5 separate regions of the Sus scrofa genome follow, and all the other regions are linked to region 4. Evidence: chromatin contacts called from public Hi-C, HiChIP or PLAC-seq and promoter capture Hi-C data. All regions are on one chromosome and are shown on one strand. Each heading gives the region's core, a stretch centred on a gene start, on an enhancer-like site or on the middle of the called end of the contact. The rest is flanking DNA. Distances are from core to core; before and after follow the strand shown.

What was found. Promoter capture Hi-C pulls out the DNA fragments that hold promoters and counts their contacts. A called contact is a pair of places that touch in the nucleus more often than the background predicts. HiChIP or PLAC-seq counts read pairs in DNA pulled down with a chosen protein or histone mark.
Region 1: a Hi-C map of alveolar macrophages shows a contact between it and region 4, with 3 times the contacts expected there. The contact joins the enhancer-like site here to the promoter of EPHB3 in region 4. A contact is called at or near these places in 5 of 5 promoter capture datasets (fetal liver, fetal skeletal muscle, liver and 1 more), 29 of 47 Hi-C or Micro-C datasets (adipose tissue, alveolar macrophages, blood and 16 more) and 2 of 2 datasets of contacts at active chromatin or transcription factors (alveolar macrophages and skeletal muscle).
Region 2: a contact with region 4 is called in an H3K27ac HiChIP or PLAC-seq map of skeletal muscle, with 7 times the contacts expected there. The contact joins the promoter of MAGEF1 here to the promoter of EPHB3 in region 4. A contact is called at or near these places in 2 of 5 promoter capture datasets (fetal liver and liver), 16 of 47 Hi-C or Micro-C datasets (alveolar macrophages, brain, embryonic fibroblasts and 11 more) and 1 of 2 datasets of contacts at active chromatin or transcription factors (skeletal muscle).
Region 3: a contact with region 4 is called in an H3K27ac HiChIP or PLAC-seq map of skeletal muscle. The contact joins the promoter of VPS8 here to the promoter of EPHB3 in region 4. A contact is called at or near these places in 4 of 47 Hi-C or Micro-C datasets (embryonic fibroblasts, epiblast stem cells, fibroblasts and 1 more) and 2 of 2 datasets of contacts at active chromatin or transcription factors (alveolar macrophages and skeletal muscle).
Region 5: a promoter capture Hi-C map of fetal skeletal muscle shows a contact between it and region 4, with 2.3 times the contacts expected there. The contact joins the promoter of POLR2H here to the promoter of EPHB3 in region 4. A contact is called at or near these places in 3 of 5 promoter capture datasets (fetal liver, fetal skeletal muscle and liver), 20 of 47 Hi-C or Micro-C datasets (alveolar macrophages, brain, embryonic fibroblasts and 12 more) and 2 of 2 datasets of contacts at active chromatin or transcription factors (alveolar macrophages and skeletal muscle).

The regions. Positions count from the first base shown.
Region 1 is chr13:122,650,370-122,653,069 of Sscrofa11.1, reverse strand. All of the region lies in intron 3 of LOC110256376 (a long non-coding RNA gene), which reads right to left. Among named protein-coding and RNA genes, the nearest start is that of VPS8, 42 kb to the left of the region's middle. Within about 2 kb of position 1,284, at least 2 of the 83 cell types and tissues checked have an H3K27ac peak or open chromatin away from gene starts, as enhancers often do. A contact at or near this core is called in alveolar macrophages, where this site is marked.
Region 2 is chr13:122,601,450-122,604,149 of Sscrofa11.1, reverse strand. It overlaps MAGEF1 (melanoma-associated antigen F1), which reads left to right and starts at 1,450. Exons shown (of 1, transcript XM_003483283.4): 1 at 1,450-2,700. The coding sequence starts at 1,698. The coding sequence ends at 2,645. The region is part of intron 2 of LOC110256376 (a long non-coding RNA gene); the gene reads right to left.
Region 3 is chr13:122,692,271-122,694,970 of Sscrofa11.1, reverse strand. VPS8 (vacuolar protein sorting-associated protein 8 homolog) reads right to left here and starts at 1,282. Exons shown (of 48, transcript XM_021069973.1): 1 at 1,154-1,282.
Region 4 is chr13:122,466,280-122,468,979 of Sscrofa11.1, reverse strand. It overlaps EPHB3 (ephrin type-B receptor 3), which reads right to left and starts at 1,419. Exons shown (of 16, transcript XM_003358733.5): 1 at 827-1,419. The coding sequence starts at 938.
Region 5 is chr13:122,250,350-122,253,049 of Sscrofa11.1, reverse strand. It overlaps POLR2H (RNA polymerase II subunit H), which reads right to left and starts at 1,421. Exons shown (of 5, transcript NM_001243341.1): 1 at 1,223-1,421; 2 at 1. The coding sequence starts at 1,295.

The sequences.
Region 1 (2,700 bases), core at 35-2,534, 180 kb before region 4:
TGTTCACTTTCTCCCTCTAAGTGTTTATGGATTTTATAGTGAGGGTTCTGAGTGACACATCTGGCTCTCCGTTCCTTGGCTGAGCAGAAGTGATTGACACATTCCAAATCCAGGAAGTGTCCAATCGCTTCTTGTGTTCAGGTGTTCTATATAGCTGTGCTCACATCTTACACCAACACACATGCACACACACACACGCACACACACACACAGACTCACACGCGGTGTTGCAGAATTCTGCAATCTCTGAAGTTTCACAAACATCCAAGGCTGTATACTGTCACCATAACACACAGAGAACTGCTTATGTGGAGCCCCGTGTGCCCAGTGAGACATCCGGGGAGGGAGAGATCACTTCCTGGTGGTGTAACCACGGAGGGCCTCACAAAAGAGACCACATCTGTCCTAGGTTTTGAAGGATGGATAGAAATCCAACAAAGAGGGTGGGAGTGGCTTTCCAGAACAAGGGAATAATCACAGAGTGGAGTTGGGAAAACACAAAGCAGGTCTAGACAAGTCCCGTAGTCTTGGCTGAGGACAGGGTTTTGTAGAGGAGGATGAGGTGGAGGAGCCAAGGCTGGGAAGACAGTTTAGGACCTGGTTAGGTGGGGCATTGAAGGCCAAGCAGAAACTGGAAGGAATGGGACTCTGGCTTTGATAGGTTGTCCATCTTATGGGGGGTTTTTGTTTGTTTGTTTTTTGCTTTCTAGGGCCACATGTGTGGCCCATGGAAGTTCCCAGGCTAGGGATTGAATCGGAGCTACAGCTGCCGGCCTGTACCACAGCCACAGCCACATCCACATGGGATCTGAGCTGTATCTGTGACCGATACCACAGCTCACGGCAATGCCGGATCCTTAACCCACTGAGGGAGGCCAGGGATTCAACCCACATCCTCCTGGATACTAGTTGGATCTGTTACCACTGAGCAACAGTGGGAGCTCCTCCATGGACAATTTTTGAGATCAGGGGAGAGCTCTAGGAAGATCAGTCACGGAGGGGATTGAATGGGAAGCATACTAGGGGTCAGGAAACCAGTGTAGATGCTGTGGTAACAGACAGAGCTAGAGAGGACCCCACACCTGGCTGGGGCACAGCTGGGGCAGGAGGGCAGGAGTCCCAGGCCAAGAGTGCTGCCTTCTTCCACAGCTCACAGCTACTATCAAACCCTTCAGGGGCAACCGTGCAAATACCTCAGCTTCTCATCTGAGAATAAGCACCAAGTGAGCTCACTCCTCAGCAATTGTTTGGGGAAGTGAAAGAGGAAACTGACCTCAATATACGGGAGCCTGACTCATTGTCTCTCAGCGACCTCGAGCAGGAAAATTCTCTGAGCCTTCTGCCAGTCACCTCCTCTGTCCACACCTTTCCTTGTAGGAATGTAGACACCAAAATGGAGTCCCAGGCACACAATACCTAGAGAAACATCCAGAAACAGGACAGACCCAGTCCCACTGCCCCACTCCCTTGCTGGAAGGCCTTGGGCACATCGCTTCACTCCTTTCTACGCCTCAGTCTTCTCCTCCATAAAATGGTTATAAGAACTATCGCCATCCACTTGTGGAACTTTTATAAGATCAAATAGTCTAATAAACTTGAAGGTGCTTAAGCTCTTTGGAAGTGGGGCTAAAGCAACGCAGGCTGTTGTGGTGATGCCATTAGGTAACTGTGACCTGCCGCCACCACCGCTGCGGTCACCTGTATATCTTCTCCCCAAGGAGCACAAATGCTTTTCGTGGTGTCCATTTTCTTAACTATTTCTCAAAGGCCTCCCTTTGCTTAGATGTGGGTCTTAACACCAGAAGGCTCCACAGATACTGCCTACCTGAAACGGACCTTGAGTCAGATCCTATGAAAGTCAGGAGGAGGGCCAGCCTGGGAGCATCTTGGAGCTGATTCACCACCACTCAGAGGGGAAGCTGCTGGTGTCTTGGTCAGGGAAGAGCAGGTGATTCAAGGAGGAACTTTCTGGATGTGGAGGAACTGAGATCACTCATCCCTCCAATTCCATCTCCTCAGCTGCACTGACCCAGATCCCGACCCCTCCCCTCCCAGACTACCTTCTGATCCCATGCCTAGAAATCTAACTGTGGGGCCAGCATGATTCACCCACCACGTAACTTCATTTTCCTCATCTGAAAAACAGGTCTCAGAACTTCTGGGATGCTATGAGGAGGGTCCCATGGGCCAAGGATTCGAGAACGCTTGGTGACTATAAGGCATTGTACCAAGGTGGTGTGAGAGGACCTTTTCAGGGTATGTTTTAAGATGATTTCCCACCCGGGGCTGGAGTCGGGGGGTGGGAGGGAGAGGCTGGCTAGTGGCTGCTCTGTAGTGGCCATGAGAGAAGTCTTAGGGGGCTCCCAGGATGCAAGTTCCCTCCAGACCCAAAGTTCCAAAGCTGGATAGAGGAGTTCCCCTTGTTGCTCAGGGGAAACGAATGACTAGCATCCATGAGGATGCAGGTTCGATGCCTGGCCTTGTTCAGTGGATTAAGGATCCAGCCTTACTGTGAGCTGTGGTGTAGGTCACAGATGTGGCTCAGATCCCGTGTTGCTGTGGCTGTGGTGTAGGCCAGCAGCTATAGCTCCGATCACACCCCTAACCCGGGATCCTCCATGTGCCATGGGTGCGGCCCTATAAAGGAAAAAAAAATCTGGATAGTAATGTTCTTGAACACGGGTACTCAAGAGAGCAGCT
Region 2 (2,700 bases), core at 201-2,700, 140 kb before region 4:
CACATTACAAATATGCAAAAAAATAGCTAACAGTTATTGAACACTATATGCCAAACATTGTGTTAGTTTATATGCATTACTTCACATAATCTCTACAATGTTGTCTTGCATTATACCCATTTTACTGACAAGGCAACTGAGGGACAGGAAGTTTAGGTTAATTCGTCCAAGACTACATAGCTAGTAAATAGCAAATTTCATAGGACAGACATATCTATAAAACGAGGATAGTGCTAAGAGTACTTACTTTAATGAGAATTAAATAAATTAATATTGGAACGATGGTTAGAACAGAGCCTGGAGCACAATAAGGTGTATATGAGTGGGTGTTAAACAAATACAAATTTCTACGGTGATTCAGATATAGGAGTAAATAACTTCCATGCACAGAGACTAAGGAAGGCTTTGGAAAGGAGAAATTTAAGCTGATCCTAGAAATGAGGGGAAGGGTGAGAAGAGAAGCAGGGGAAGGGAAAGGAGGAGGAGAAGGGGAAGGAGGGAGGAGGAAGGGAGAGGGGAGACTGGGATGAAAGGAGGGAAAAGGGAGGGGGAAGGGAGGAAATGAGAGAAAAGGGAGAGGAGGAGTTGGAGAGGGAGGGAGAGAGGGAGGAGAGACACTAGGAGAAAGCTCAGAGTAGAGTAGGCAAAAAGAAAAAGTAATGGGAGTAGTTAAGTTTGATTACATTTTTTAAAAAACCTCCCCTTTCCTCCAATCTGTCACTATTTCTGCCAGCTATACTTCAATATATCGTTTATCATCTTCCTTTCACCCCTGTAGAATCTACTATCCTTACTCCCTCGTCATCCATTCTACGATATTTATGGAGTGCCTCTATGTGCCAGGCACTGATACACCAATGAACAAGATAGGCCACGTCTTAGTTCCTATTCTGCACTATGAAATAATACTCCAATACTTCAAGCTGGATTCCCAGTTTTTGGTCAGCCCTACTCCAATCCATTCTCTACACTGCCACCCAGAGAGACTGGAAAGATAACAGATCTGGTCTGGGCACTCCTTTGTTTAATCTTCCTGTTGCATATTCCCATCGTCCTCAGAAAAGATTTCAATCTGCCTAGCATCCTGTTCAAGGCCCTGCACCGTCCCGCACAGCCTTATCTCCCAGCCTTCATCTCCTTACATTCCGCATTTGAACCACAGTAAATTACTCAAAATCTTAGGTACACACACTTAGAATCAAGCGCCTGCTGAAAGGACGTGGCTAGAACTCCATCCTACTCCATTCTTGCACACTGAAACCTTGAGAAATTCCTGGTTATCCTCCTCCAGCTTTGCAGTCTTAAAAAGCTGCGCAAACTACACTCTTCCACAGCCCAAGCATCCCGGAAAGCCGGTGCGCACCTCCAACCCAGCGGTAGCCGGAAAAGGAGGGGCTTCGCCGGCCTCCGGGCCGCCATCTTGGCTGAGTTGGCCGGAAGTGTTACGGCGATCCAGCGGCGGGCGCGCACTGAGGCTGCGCGGCGGCGGCGGCGCAGGTCTTGAGCGCCGGCGGCGTTGCGGCGACCGTCCCGAGCCGTGTGCGGTACCGCCTAGCAGCCACAGAAACCCCTGTGTCATCTCTCCTAGTCCTACTCCAGGCGCCCCAGCCGCTGTCCAACCCTTCCGCCAGGGTTTGCGCAGCGGCTTGCACATCCCTCGGCCCGAGTACGCGCTTTGCACCTGCCTGCGCAAAAACATGTTGCAGAAACCCGAGAGCGGGGTTCTCCCCGTCCCTCAAGTCGAGGGGGAGATGGATGGCAGCCATGACGGTGAGACCCAGGCCCTGACCGTCTCGCAGGAGGAGGCCCCGAGCCCCCTCCTGCAAGAGAGCCCAGAGGAGGACCTTGACGCAGTAAAGGAGGAAGGGGCTGCGGAGCCCGCCCTCACCCCGAAAGGTGCGAGGGCCTTGGCAGCCAAAACTTTGGCCCGGCGCCGGGCTTGCCGCCGTCTGGATCGGACGGTGGCCGAGTTGGTGCAGTTTCTGCTGGTGAAGGACAAGAAGAAGAGTCCCATCACTCGCTCGGAGATGGTGAAGTATGTTATCGGAGACTTGAAGGATCTGTTCCCCGAGATCATCGCAAGGGCCGCAGAGCATCTGCGGTATGTCTTTGGTTTCGAGCTGAAACAGCTTGACCGCAAGCACCACACTTACATCCTGATGAACAAACTAAAACCTCCTGAGGATAAGGAGGAGGATCTGGGAGGAGATGGCCCCAGACTGGGTCTCTTAATGATGATCTTGGGCCTTATCTACATGAAAGGTAATAGCGCCAGGGAGGCACAGGTCTGGGAGATGCTGCGTCGGTTGGGGGTGCGTCCCTCAAAATATCACTTCCTCTTTGGGTACCCGAAGAGGCTTATTATGGAAGATTTCGTGCAGCTGAGATACCTCAATTACAGGCGTGTGCCTCACACCAACCCACCGGAATGTGAATTCTCTTGGGGTCCCCGAAGCAACCTGGAAACCAGCAAGATGAAAGTCCTGGGGTTCGTGGCCAAGCTCCATAAGAAAGAACCCCAACACTGGCCAGTGCTGTACCGTGAGGCCCTGGCAGACGAGGCTGACAGAGCCAGAGCTGAGGCCAGTATTAGGCCTAGGGCTAGGGCCAGAGCCAATGCTAGGGCCGGCAATCACCGCTGGTGAGGGCTATTGGAAGAGTGGCCAGCCGGAGGGGGGGGGGCTGAGGGGGTGGGTGGAG
Region 3 (2,700 bases), core at 33-2,532, 230 kb before region 4:
TCTGCTGATCCTGATCCATGTACAGAGGAATGTATAAAGGATAATCAATATGCTATTCGCTTGAGCTCTGGAAAAAAATTTTCTCACATATAACTATGTTTCTCCAACCAGAAATTTTTTTTCTCATTTATCTTTATTCTGCATCTCAGTATCTACTCTTCTTAAATTTAATCATGAGCAAACCCAACTCTTAAACAAGCATGTAGATCCTCCATTCCCATTTATATTAGCTACACTTCAAACACACACCTGATATGTAATTATTTAATTGCAGACATATGGAGTAAGATTGGCACCACATGTTAACATCCCTGTTTGTTTTGTTTGGGGGAAGGTGGAGGGACAGCGTGGTAGAGGACACAGCCTTCCTGACTATTCTAGTCTCAGCCTAATATCAGGAGGGTATGAAGGAGGCATGCAGGTTTGGAGAAGGCTAGCCAGCCGTGCCTAATAACCCCGGGGGGGTTGGAACCTATCTCACTGACACTACTTCATACCACCCACCCTCCTCTGAAGCACACTCTAACATTTAGGCAGCTCCGTTTCCCCTCTTCTCCAGGTACCACACTTGGAGAACTAACCAGGATACAGGATTGGCCTGGAACGTTAGCTACCCACGTGTTCCCTGCTGCCCTCGCTCTGGGGAACACCTTACAAGCAGAGAGAAACTGGAATGAACCTCACAGGTGCGCAGCAATTCAAAGAGGTGTACACTCCGTCTAAGCCTCCGCCTCACACTCGGGGAGCACACTCACCCCTTTCCTCCAAGGATGGAGAAGCCTTTACCTGCGCCCAAGCCCCAAAGGCAGGCTGCACACCTGTTCGTCTGGAGGAGGGGATTGATCACCCCCCTCCACGTCTCACAATTAGGTGGAGAAGGTAAACCTGCACCTCAGCCTCACACTCGTTTAAAACCAACAAGTGGAAACTGTCTAACCCAGCTGCAGGCCAAACACAGGTCACGCCCCTCGGCCCCAGAGTCAATCCCGCTGGCCGGTGGGCCTCGGTCCAGTTAGCCGATCCTAGGCCGTGCCACTGTCCCGTGTACCCAAGGCTGAAGCTCAGAAACCCGGCGCACGCTATCCTCCCTCCCCGGGTACGGCCCCCGTCCACTATCCCCACCCGGCCGGCCAGCTCTCGGGAGAATCGTTACCTGAGCTCTGGAGGTCCCAGCCCAGGACCCGGGCCCGCGTGACCCCGCCCCCTGCTCTAGCCTCACGCATGCGCAGTATCTACTCAGTGGCCACGCTTCCGCTTTCATCTTCTCACCCCGGTCTCTTCTGGGCGGTCTGTCCCTCTAACGCCACGCCCCATTTAAAGGGCCAGAGACACAACGTCCCCTAAAGGTAATTAACACCTTTGGGAACAGGAGAGTGGAAACTTCCGAGGAGGAGCGCAGGCCAATAAATACTAGTCCTTGAGATGAGAAGAAAAACCCTCCTCCAGCCCGGTGTGGGTGAATTTATCTAGGCTTTAAGAAAGTGAACCTATCTTCAGCCAGCCCAAGAAATGGTAGTTGATTCCCAGGCTTTTGGAGTTTACAACCAGTAATTTTTAATTTTTTTATTGAGGTATAGTTGATTTATAATGTATTATTTTCTGGTGTAAAGCAAAAAATGACTCAGTTATACATATCTGTTCATATTCTTTTCCTTTACGGTTTATTACAGGATATTGAAATAGTTCCCTGTGCTATACTCTAGAACCTTGTTATTTATTTTATATGTAGTATTTTATATCTGCTAATCCCAAACTCTTAACCATCCCCCACCCTTCCTCCTTTGGTAACTGTAAGTTTGTTTTCCATATCTGTGAGTCTTTTTCTGTTTCATAAGTAAGTTCATTTGTGTCATATTTTAGATTCCACATAATAGTGATACAATATGGTATTTGTCATTCTCTTTCTGATTTAGTGTGATAATCTGTAGGTCTTTATATGTTGCTGCAAATGACATTGTTTTATTCTTTTTATGACCGAGTAGTATTTCCATCTGAATATATACCACACCTTCCTTATCCATTCATCCGTCAATGGACATTTAGGTTGCTTCTATGTCTTGGTTATTGTAAATAATGCTGCTATGAACATTGAGGTGCATGTATCTTTTTGAATTAGAGTTTTCTCTGGAGATATGCCAAGGAGTGGGACTGCTGAATTATATGGCCACCCTATTTTTAGTTTTTCAGTGAACCATATTGTCCTCCATAATGGCTGCACCAATTTGCATTCCCACAGTGTAGGAGGGTTCCCTTTCTTCCAGCATTTGTTATTTATAGACTTATTAATCATGGCCATCCTGATTGGTGTAAGGTGATATGTCATTGTAGTTTTGATCTGCATTTTTCTGGTAATTAGTGATGATGAGCATCTCTTCATGTGCCTGTTGTCTATCTGTATGTCTTCTTTGGTGAAATGCCTATTTATGTCTTCTGTCCATTCTTTGGGTTTTGTCTTTGTTGTTGTTGTTGTTGTTATTGTTGAGTTGTATGAGCTGTTTGTATATTTTGGAAATTAAGCCCTTGTCAGTAACTTTGTTTGTAATTATTTTCTCCCACTCTGTGTGTTGTCTTCTTCTTTTGTTTGATTTCCTTTGCTATGCAAAAGCTTGTAAGTTTGATTAGGTACCACTCGTTTATTTTTGCTTTTATTTCTATTGCCTTAAGAGACCGACCTAAGAAAATATTGGTACAATTTACATC
Region 4 (2,700 bases), core at 170-2,669:
GGCAGTTCTTCCAAGCTCAGTCGTCGGGAAGTTGGAGCTACCCCGTCAGCGGCAGTCTGGGCGGGTTTCACAGAACCCGTCTAGAAGCCGGCCTTTCCCCACCGGCTAAGGGTAAGGCACCGGCTCCCGCGTTACCCGGGACAAACCCGACAATCTCAGGGGCTCAGTGGAGACGCGGGGTGCCCCATTATAAGGCGGCGGGGGAGCCGCAGAGCAGTGTGCAACGTTCGTGCACACAGCACCTCTGGTGTAGTTGGCGCTCGGTAAACCGTAAACAATAACAGGCCCCCGCCTCTCCACCCCCGCAGCCATCCCCTGACAAAGCGGGGTGCAGGCACTCGCGCTCTCGCAGTTAACTCCAACGTGTTCCTAACCAACGCCGACCCCCAACCTGGGGAGCCCCGCTTCGCCCCCACCCGCCACAGCCCCGCACCAGCCTCAGAGCCCCCGCTTTTCCTGGTGGGTCGCCCACACTTCCTTGGCTCCGGGAGGCGCCAAGGGCCCCCAGCTCCTCTGCCGTGAGTGCGGGGTCCTCTCACAAAGCTCATAGCCCGGCCACGACTATCGGGGACGCTCGCCCCAGTCGAGCTGCCCGCGATCCCGAACCTGGCGGACCGCCGGCCTCAGAGGCTGCTGGAGCCTCCGAGGCGGCTCCGGGGGCGTCCTCCCCACCCCATCCTCCAGCTCCCGGAGAAGGCGTGAGTGACCGAGCCTCTTCCGACGTGCGCCCGGCCCGCATCGAACCCACACCGCGGCCCCTCCCCGGGCCACGCTACGGCGACCCCGGACACCTTAACCCCTGGACTCGCCCCCCGACGCCACTCACCTTCCAGCGCCCGACAGCCGGTGGGCAGCAGCAGCGGCAGCAGCAGCAGCAGCGGAGAGAGCAGCGGCAAGAGTCCCGGCGGCTGCGGCGGCGGCGGGCGGGCTCGGGCCATGGCCAGGGCGGGCTCCGGGAGCCGAGCCGGGCCGCGCCGGGCCGGGCCGCGCCGGCGGGGCTGCGGACACACGCGGAAAGGTTCGTTCGGTGGGCTCCGAAGTAAGCTTGCGCACGGTCCCAGGAGATCCAGACAAGGAGACGGTGCGATCCAGGAGGGCGGCTCCGGGACCGAGGCGGCACCCTGACCCGGGCGATGCTGGGGGATACAAGCAGGTCGGTCCCGGGGGAATCTGGACGGACCGGTCCAGGAGGATCCGGGGCGCTTGGAGAGCTCGGAGCCAGAGGACTCGGAGAGACCCGCCGGGGCGGAGGGCGCAAGTGATGGCAGTTCGGTGTGCACTGTAATCCAGCGGTCTGCTGCGGGCCCGACTCGGATCCGCGACTCCGGGTGCGCGCGCCGGCCGGGGTCCGAGGTGGGTTCTTGCTGCGCCGCTCACGTACTCACTTCTGCTGTCCCCAGCGCTGGCGCGGCCGCTCTGGGCGAGAGGGGCGGGGCCGGCCTCCTGCCTGTCACCGCCCAGGTCCCGCCCCTAGCCGCTGGCCGCCACTCACGGACCGCCAGGCGCGTTGGTTCGGCCTCGAGAGCACTCTGCAGGAGTTCAGTTGGCGGCGCCTCAATCACGCCCACCCTCAGACTCTCTGAGGCCTGGGGTGGGCGGGGCCAGGGAAAAGATGAATTAGATTGGGCGGAGCGATACTGTCCATCAGAGGGAGCAGAGGGAGAAACCCGCCTCCTGCTGCCCAGTGGCGATTAGTACCCGAACCTGAGTCCGAAGGGGTGCCATCCTCATACAACGAGCCGGGGGCGCCCTCATGTGGCTGTCTTTCCAGGAGCATTTAGACCCTGACTAAACTCAGCTTAGGTACAACCAAGTGGGCGTCCTAGCAACACTTCCCACGCTTGTTTATATATTCATTCATTCATTCAGCTATGTATTTCATCATTCTTTGCGCCAAAGAGTCCAGTAACTTCTGGCCATACAGCAATGGAGAAGACACAGGTTTTCTCTTGGAGCTAGTTTACTGGTGGCAGGAATGAAATCATCACAACAGAGTGTTAACAGGTATTGTTATGCAAGAAGGACAGAGTTGCTGGAGCACATGTGAGAGGGGTGGCTGTGCCTGGCCCTGAGGAAATGACATTCAAGCCGAAATATGAAAGATGAGTGGCAGGTGAAGGATGTGCCCTGGGTGGCAGGATGGCAGTTTCAGGCAGGGCAAACACACTTTGGTGAAGTCCCAGGGGTGAGAAAAACTGATATTTATTGGCAGAAGCTGAAAGAAGTCCAGAATATCTAAAGTGTAGAGTTAGAGACTGAGAGGCGCCAAAAGGAAGCTTGGAAGTAGGTATGGGGAACCAGAGGAATGTTTTTTAGATTCATAAGGCCTTCCTGAGAGCTGGGGTCTGAAGCAGAGGCGTTATTTGTCAGATTAACGTGGCTGCTCTGGGAAGGAAGAATGGGAGGAGGTAAGGGTAGAAACAGGGAGAACAGAGGAAGCTGTGTGGCAGTCAGAGGAAGATGGTAGCTTGGACCAGGGCGGTGGCATGGAGAGGGAGAGAAGTGGGCAGGTCTAAGATATTTCAGGAGGCAGAGTTCATGGGATTTGCGATTGTGAGGTTCCCAGGTTATGTGGTAAGTGGAGACATTAAGGAGAACCCTCCAGGTTTCTGGATTGGGCAGATGGACATCTACCCCATTTGTTCAACACACATTTACAAAGTGCAATAACCACTCTGAAAAAACAAAACTGGTCTTGTT
Region 5 (2,700 bases), core at 172-2,671, 220 kb after region 4:
ACTGGAGGGAAACAGAAAAAGAGCAGCAGAGGTAACTGCCTGGCCAAGTAGACCCTCAAGGGCAGGGCAGACCCCACTTTGAGAAACTGTATGCACAGAATACTTAATCTGTATCCAATGGCCTCTCATCTGCTCTCATAGAAGTACAGGCTCAATAAGAACCACATATACAAGCAAAGAGGCAGAAAACTATGGCTGGTGGACAGAATGCCCAGAAAAGAATCAAAGGTCCTCTGGCAACAAATAATATCACGTTCTAGGCCTGCATGGGTGACTAAGAAACAACCTGCTCTGGGGCAAGTCAGTCATCCAAAGGTTTTGCCTTTCCGTGCCAGGCGCTGTGCTAAGGAGATTATTAAGAACTGCTGTTTGGGGAGGTCTTGTCCGTGGCTCAGTGGTAACAAACCTGATTAGTATCCATGAGGATGGGGGTTCAATCCCTGGCCTCACTCTGTGGGTTAAGGATCAGCTCAGGGGATTAAGGATCTGGTGTTGCTGTGAGCTGTGGTATAAGTCTCAGACGGGGCTTGGATCTGGCGTTGCTGTGGCTGTGGTGTGGGGCCTGCAGCTGTAGCTCTGACTCGACCCTTAGCCTGAGAACCTCCATATGTCCTTACGTCTGGCCCTAAAAAGACAAAATCAAACAAACAAACAAACACCTGCTGTTTGTTCTGAAGAATATCTCAGTCTCTAAGCAAAGGAAGAGACACCAAGGACAAATAATTCTTGATCAACGTCAGAACAAGGAGGTGTATACCAAGCAGTCAACTCTTAGAGAGGATTTCACAAAGAGCTAAGACTCTGAGGGCAACAGGCCCTGAGGTCGGATTATTTGCTGTACAGCCTTGGGTGGGTTGCTCAGCCTCTCAGAAGATGGGTAAGACACCACCTACCTCGTGGAGACTCTCGAAAGGAATAAGTAAGGCAATGTGTGTAAAGTGCACAGCACAGCGCCTAGCAGAGTGGGCAGCGATTAAAAAGATGCCAAGGAGGTTACCAGCACCATGAAGAAAGGTCACCCAGGCACCGGGCACAGCATGTGTGAAGCGAGGGAGAGCTCGAAGTCTCCGTTTTCTCATCTATAAAACGTTTCCTGAGAGAGGCCCCTAGGTCAGGACCTGCCGGTAGGGGAAGACCACATGAAATGTGTGGACAAGAGGCCCAGGGGCGTGTCCCTGAGATCAGCCGCTTCTCCCAAACCGCCCCTACAAACCTTACTCACCTCGGTCAAACTTCTTGCCCTCTGGGTCAATGTCTTTCACATCAAAAATATCCTCGAACAGAATGCCCGCCATGGTGAGGGGGCCACGAGAGAAGCAGAGGTGCTGAGCGCGTGACGAAGACTACGGAGCAGGGCACGGCCCCGCGTGGAGAAAAATGAGAGAGGAAAATGCAGCGCCTGAAGAGCGGCAGCAAAGAAATAGAAGGACGCATGCGCACAGACCAGCAGTAACGCAGCTACTTCCGCCGCCTAGCTCTCGGGGCTTCTTAACTTCCGCCCCGAACGATTGCTTCCGAGAGGCTTCAGTGTTTAGGGCGGTCTCACGTCCAGATAACTCCTCCCAGGGCGGGAACACGATAGGTCCCACCTCCAGCCGGGGGTGGCTTGGTGTCCCGCTCTCTCCGGAGGCTCTAGTGCGCCCTCTTCAGATGCCGGGTTAGGAAGACTGGAGTGCTTGGGGGCCTACCCCAGCCAGGGACCTTGATCCTTGGCCCAGAGAATCCTGGCCCTAGCCCTACCCTGTCGGTCCGCGGGTCTGCCGAGGGCACAGTCCGCGCAAAGGGCTAGCGGAGCAGAACCACGCCCCCAGGGCGATGGCCAAGTAGGGTGCCGTACCCAGTCCTTCTAGCTGGCACTGAGGAATCCCGGGCTGGCCCAGGCCGGCTGGGCCCAGCTGGATGTCACCCGACCCGGTGATATCCACTTTGGGAATTTGCCATGATGTCACCATGGGGAAGAGGGAAGTCTGCACTGTCTCCTCCTCTGGTACTGCACCCTCCCCACCCCTGATTTCTTACCTCGCACCGCCCCTTCAGCATGGTATTAACCCCATCACACTGCTCTCCTCAGTACTGCCCCTTCGGCTCGGTTCTGGCCTTTCCTCCACCACTGCGCTCACCTTCTGGACACGTTCTCCTAAGTGCTCCTTCATCCCGGCATTGTCCTCTCCTATGGATACCACCTCTTCCTTTACACTGCCCGTTCCTCTAGGGTGCTGGTTCTCACACTGTCCCCTTCCTGGGCACTCCCTCCTGGGAACCCCCTCTGCCTCCCACCTGCCCCTTCACCCTGGTACTGCCTCCTCCTGCACAATGCCTGTTTTCCTGGGCACTGGCCTGTCCCCTGACTCTATCTCTGACTGTGTTCACCCCACACTTGTTCACCCCACCCTTTGCACTTTTCTTCTCCGGAGCCTGATAGAGAACGCAGAGCCCCAGCAGGCTGTTCCCCCTTGGCAGCTAGACGTCAGCAGCTACTCGGGTTTCTTCTTCAGCCCTGCCAAGGAGAAGCGACCTCTGTCCCCCCACGCCCGCCTCCCAGGAGCGGCCTCCCCAGCACCTAGACCTCCCTTCCCTCCGGCTCCACCCACGCACAAGCCTCAGGCCAGCTAGCTCCAGGTGCACCTCCCCGGGACAGTCGCAAAGAAAGGAAGGGGGATGAGAGAAACCGAAGTTTCCAGTTCCAAGCACCCCTCTTCT